Linked DNA regions of Mus musculus: region 1 is linked to region 2. Evidence: chromatin contacts called from public HiChIP or PLAC-seq data. All regions are on one chromosome and are shown on one strand. Each heading gives the region's core, a stretch centred on a gene start, on an enhancer-like site or on the middle of the called end of the contact. The rest is flanking DNA. Distances are from core to core; before and after follow the strand shown. Region 1 overlaps C330020E22Rik (RIKEN cDNA C330020E22 gene). Region 2 overlaps C77080 (expressed sequence C77080).

The links. HiChIP or PLAC-seq counts read pairs in DNA pulled down with a chosen protein or histone mark.
Region 1: an H3K27ac HiChIP or PLAC-seq map of embryonic stem cells shows a contact between it and region 2, with 11 read pairs. The contact joins two enhancer-like sites. A contact is called at or near these places in 1 of 484 Hi-C or Micro-C datasets (bone marrow-derived macrophages), 2 of 115 datasets of contacts at active chromatin or transcription factors (both in embryonic stem cells) and 2 of 9 other capture datasets (adipose tissue and liver).

Annotation. Positions count from the first base shown.
Region 1 is chr4:129,392,801-129,395,724 of GRCm38.p6, reverse strand. It overlaps C330020E22Rik (RIKEN cDNA C330020E22 gene), which reads right to left. Exons shown (of 3, transcript NR_151530.1): 2 at 1,696-1,739; 3 at 1-1,610. Among named protein-coding and RNA genes, the nearest start is that of C330020E22Rik, 12 kb to the right of the region's middle. Within about 2 kb of position 1,379, at least 12 of the 459 cell types and tissues checked have an H3K27ac peak or open chromatin away from gene starts, as enhancers often do. A contact at or near this core is called in embryonic stem cells, where this site is marked.
Region 2 is chr4:129,230,960-129,233,871 of GRCm38.p6, reverse strand. All of the region lies in intron 1 of C77080 (expressed sequence C77080), which reads left to right. Among named protein-coding and RNA genes, the nearest start is that of Gm12976, 7.0 kb to the left of the region's middle. Within about 2 kb of position 1,566, at least 117 of the 459 cell types and tissues checked have an H3K27ac peak or open chromatin away from gene starts, as enhancers often do. A contact at or near this core is called in embryonic stem cells, where this site is marked.

The DNA of each region.
Region 1 (2,924 bases), core at 130-2,629, 160 kb before region 2:
GCTGCCTTGCTGGCTCCAATTTTGTTGTTTGGTTTTTTTTTTGTTTTGTTTGTTTTTTTGAGATAGGGTCTCACTGTGCTGGCCTGGAGCTTGCTATATAGATGAGGCTGGCCTCAAACTACAGTAACCTGCCTACCTCTGCCAGTGCTGAGATTAAAGCCTCTTAGTTTTTGATGACTGAGTTCTTGAAGGCCATGCTGGCCTTGAACTTGATATGTAACTAAGGACGAGCTTGAAATATACATGCATGTAGTATGTATGTATGTATGTATGTATGTATGTATGTATTTCTTCCACCATTGAGGTCTGGGATTACAACAAAACCCACATTTCAATCCCCAGGACCTAACTAGTGAGGAAGGAAAGAACTGACCCCACAAATTGCAAATTGTCCTCTGATCTCTGTGTGTGCACTGCACACACACACACACACACACACACACACACACACACACACAGTTTGAATATAATAATTTTTAAATGGTTTAAGTGAGGTCTGGAGAGATGGCTCAGTGGTTCTGAGAGCTTGCAGTACCAGCAAAAGGACCAGAGTTTAGTTTTCAGAGACCTTGTGAAAACAGGTCTGTAAAGCACCTATGTACACAATGAGGATTTCTGAGGCTAGCTAGGAGAGAGGGGGTGGGGAAAGAGAGAAAGAGAGAGAGAGAGAGAGAGAGAGAAGCGTACTCCTGGTCAGCGATAGATGATGTGTCAGAGAAAACAAGCAGAGGTGATAGAGGAACCCCAATACCCTAGAGCACTGACCCCATCTCCCAACGCCCACAACACATCTATCTACATACACCACACACATCACCACCTGCATCACCATAAGCCTGCTGACAGGAAACGGCTGTACATTCTATGTTATGAAGTTTATAGCACGGTGGGAGTCGAGTAAAGCCCAGGTTACCAGCAGGTGACTGAAATCACCACCAAGGCTGAGCCAAGTCCGGCTCCGGGGAAAGTTGAAGGGAGGGGAGGGAGGGAGGGTTTCCCTCTGCCAGCCTCTCCTCCAGGACTTACAAGGCCAAGGAATCACACAGCTCGGGGTATGCAAGCACACACTTACAGCCAGTGGGAGGGACCCACAGTGAGCTGCGGTGCATGCAAGCCCTTCCCTGTGGCTATTCACATGCTCCGTTAACTCATCTCCAGTGAGCTAACTGGCACTCTGAAAACCTTCCCATACAACAGAGGCCCGCACTTTTTCTTTTCCATAAAGGGCCAGGTAATAAATGCCCAGGGGGCTGGGTGTACCCTGTGTTGTAACCCACTCAGCCCTGACATAATTGCACAGAAGTCACATAGGTAACATACAATAGAGCAGCTATGGTTGATGTCTTAGTTCATCTTCATTGCCGTCTTGATCTTTGGGTGTGTCTAGGAGGGTGTCGCCATCCCACAGACCGGTCCTGGCCTGAGTCAGGAAGACAATGGCAGAGCTGAGCACTGGATTCCTCTTTCTCTGCTTCCGGATGCAGCCACAGTCTCACCAGCTGCTTCAGTGCCTCCTGCTGCCCTGCCTGCCCACCAGGGTGAACTGCATCTCTTCCAACTGTGAGGCAAAGTAGACCCTTCTTCCCCCAGTTAGTGTTGTTGGTCAGGCACTGGGTCAGAGAGAGAAAAAAGCCACTGACAGAGCTGTGTTCCCATAGGTTGGTTTTTCAAAGCAAAATCTGAATCCATAGATACCTTTCAGTTGCCACAGAAATATTCTTCTGTTGGTTGCTTTCAACCTACAAAAGATGTAAAAAGAGAACAATGTTAGAGAGACTGGGTTGAGCCATGGTCTGTAATTTGCCAACCCTTGGCTTACAATAACCAACACTGGCATAAATTTCCTGTTGGCTCTTTCTCTTCTCTCCTCTCCTCTCCTCTCCTCTCCTCTCCTCTCCTCTCCTCTCCTCTCCCTCTTCTCTTTCCTCTCCTTTCCTCTCCTCTTCTCTTCTTTGTTTTTAGTATTTAGTTAGTTAGTTTTTGTTTCTTTGAGACAGGGTTTCTCTGTGTAGCCCTGGCTGGCCTGGAACTCACTTTGTAGACCAGGCTGGTCTCAAACTCAGAAATCCACCTGCCTCTGCCTCTCAAGTGCTGGGATGAAAAGTATGTGCCACCTCCCCAGCAATCTTTTGGGTTTTTTTTTTGTTTTGTTTTGTTTTGTTTTTTCATTTACTTACTTACGTGTGTGTGTGTGTGTGTGTGTGTGTGTGTCTGTCTGTCTGTCTGTCTGTCTGTCTGTCTGTGTACCCAAGGAGGTTAGAGAGATGTCAGCTCCCTGAAGCTAGAGTATTGAGCAGTTGTAAGCTACCGGATTTGGGTGCTGGGAATTGAATTAGGGTTTTCTGCAGGAGCAATAATGTGCTCGTAATTGCTGAGCCATTCTTCAACCCTTGCTTGAAGCCTGGGTTTACATTCAGTGCTAGATCCTTCTGTCTCATCCTCTGGGGTGCTGGCATCACACACCTGAGCCACCATAACTTCTCACAGGCGATTCTTACTCTGTTATACGCTTGTGATTTCAGGTCAGATTCTGTGTCTCTCTTGACCCAGGCTGTGCTGTGGAAGTCACCTCCACCTGGGTCATCTCCCTATTACATCTTGTAGAATGTTTTTGTTTCCCATAGGGCATCCCACCGTCCTCCAAACACTGGCATGAATGGAGATAAATCTGGATCAAAATCCTGGTAAAGAAGCAAAATCATAGTTCAGGGCACGTGGGATGGCGATACCAGGTGGGCATAAGAACTGATTGAGTGGAGTGTACTCAAACTCTGGAAATCCGAGAGATCCGAGACAGTAGGCGTGGAGCTGCCCTCTCCCAGCCTCCATCACCTGCTCTAGAACTCATAACCACGACCACCAACTGAGAGGACCACATTACACTTGTATAATGTATAGTGACTACCTTGCATAGCACTTGGAGT
Region 2 (2,912 bases), core at 317-2,816:
GCTGTCCTGGAACTCACTTTGTAGACCAGGCTGGCCTCAAACTCAGAAATCTGCCTGCCTCTGCCTCCCGAGTGCTGGGATTAAAGGTGTGTGCCACCATGCCTGGCGTTTGTTTTCTTTCTTTATGGACAGTGTTGTGTGTCAGACCCAGAGCCTCTTATGCATGCTGGGCCAGACTCTTAGAGCCTTGAGCCACATCCTCAACATAGCTTGCTCTCTGTCTCTCAGATTATTAATTCACTTATTTTATGTTTAGGGGTGTTTTGACTGTAGGTAGACAGGGACATGCTTGTATAGGTCTGTTTACCATTATGTGTATTGTGTCCCCAGAAGATCCTCTGGGGTCTGGGGTTACAGATGGTTGTGAGTCTCCATGTGGGTACTGCACCCCAGTTCTCTGGAAGAGCAGTCAGTGTTCTTAGCCACAGAGCCATCTCTTTGAGACAGGATCAAACATGTAGAAGTCCTCCTGCCTCTGTCTAAAGTGTTGAGATTATAGATGTCATCACTCCGCAGGCTAGTTGAGTGACTTTCTCCAGTGTCCTCAGGTGCGCTGAGGTGAGGCAGACATTAGTCCTATTTCACAGAAGGGCAGACAGAGGCTGTGGGAGACCAGGTTTGTTTGCCTCAAGCCTGGGATTGAGTTCTTCTGATTCTTACCCCTTCCCCCAACCCCCTCAATTCATGCTGGCTGCTTCTCTGGCATCCATAAAATGGGGCTAATCATGCTTAGAAGGAACAAAGGAAAGGGCTTGAAAAATTCAGAATTCCCTGGCCTAAAGGGGTTACTATGTCATTGTTGGGGCAAATGCTGACCTGGAAACTCCTTAGGTTATGGTACTGATTCCTCCCTGCCTTACAGCCTGTCCCCCTAGGGCAGGCACCCCCTGGGATGGGATCCTCCCCTCCGCTCCAGGCGATCCCGGCCTGCCCCCCCAATATTTACATTAGAACCTGCCTGGCCTGTCAGCTCTGCCTCTGTTGAGGTGGGGCTGGACATGGGGAGAAAGGAAGTAGATTTCTCATCTTCAGGGTGGGGTGAACCTTTTTTTGGTCAGGGAGGGGCGGAGGCTCCCACTACCTTTACCCATTAACAGAGTTGGGACAGCCCTGTGATTTTATGTGAGATCCAGATTTAAATGGGGACCCGATACTTCCTGGTTGGGTGACCTTCAGCAAGGGAAGTCTCTTTCCCCTGAGTCTCCTCATTCTCCTTTGTAAGAAAGCAGACTTCACCTTGCCCATGGGCACCTCCTTCTGAGTTAGTGATGCTCCGTGCGTCCCTCTGTTGTCTTGCTTTTACAGAAAGAGCATCTACTGACACGTCCGTCCGTCCGTCCGTTCTGCCTCTGCCGTGTAGAAGCCTCCTTTCACCCCCTCTTCATCTTGTTTATTTGTATAAAGTGGAGTTGATACCAAGAGTCTCTAAACACCCTGAATCCTGGATGGAGAGCTGGCCAAGGGCAGAAGAGACAGGAGCAGAGGGTTGGCCAGAGGGTGCCAGCCCCTGAGCAAGGCCACCTGGCCAGCTGTGCCCTCCCCCCTCATTCTTCTCCCCTGAGTCAGGCCTGTTCACTTGTGGGTGCGCCACCCCCGCCCCTTGCTCTGGAATGGGGCAGGTTGAGGCCTCACCCCATAGGGGATGTTGCCAAGAGAGTCTGCACGCATGCGCACAAGTGAATGTGGCTCTGGAGGGAGACAGGCTCATGTCCCTATCCCCAGGCTCAGGAAAGCCCCTGGGTAGTACGTACACACACCTGCCTTCCTGTGTGTGCAGCCACTTGGCAGACTTTGTGTGGGCTTGCAGTCCTGCCAGTAGGTGAGGTGGCTGTAGGCTGGGGTGGCTTGTGTATGCTTTGTTGGTGTTGTCCTGGCTGTATCTATCCGTCGGAGGAGGTGGCCACAGTGGAACGATCTCAGGGCACATGCCTCTTTCTCTGGCCACGGGCCCTGTCCGAGTTCCAGAGCTTGCTTGTGTGCTTCCTAGTGTACTATGCTTGGTGGGCCATGCCAAAGAGCAGGATGTCTTCTTAGAGCCAGAGGCCTCCTCCCTCAGCCTGGAGCTGGAGGCCTTGGATGCAGAAGCCCCTCCCTCAGGCAGGTGGGGGTGGGGTGGGGCCTTTACCGAAAGGTCTTTGCCCAGGCAGCACCTCTGGACTGTGAGACCAGCCCTGAACTGGGGACTATTTAAGTGTGGCCTTGGAGAGCTCCTCCCTCTTCTGGTTATCTTCTGCTTCAGAGGCGTTCCTCCCTATCAGATACTCAGGTTGCAGAGCCCTTCCCTAATTAAGCCCCTGGTCTATAGACCTATTCCTGGGGTAGCTCGGCAGGTTCTGGGTAGGGGGAGAGAGGTATTGAGGTGGGAGAAGCAGATGTTGTCAGGTGATAGTCTTGGCTGTGGCTGGGGATTTTGCAGCCAGGACCTTGAGTGCCAGTGGAGGGTCTGGGTCCTCTGGGCTAAATTCACCCTACCCCCAACTCAGCAGGAGCCCGGCCCTTTCTGTGTAGGGGAAGCCAAGGGCGACTGTGCTGCACTGAAAGACTCAGGAAGCAGCTGAAGGCCTGGGAAATCTCCTAGCTCCCAAGCCTCCTGGGTCCTTCAGTTACTAGGAGCGTTCCTGCCTCCCAGGACTGTGTCACATCCACGGGGAAGAAGCAGCGTTTGCCCTCCACCAATACCTGCTATGCAGTAGTCACCACACCCCACCGGTGTCTGGATAGGAGAGGCTGATGGTCCCGCCTAGAGGCAGAGGATGAGCGCATGCTTCAAGGCCTCCAGTTTATTGAGATGATGAAGTCTGCCCCATCCCCCACCCCCAAGCAGGGAGGTCAGGTTTGTAGCTGACATAGTCAATAGAACGTGACTGCTCGATTCAGATTGTTCTCAGTGAAAAGGCTCCTGCCACTTACAC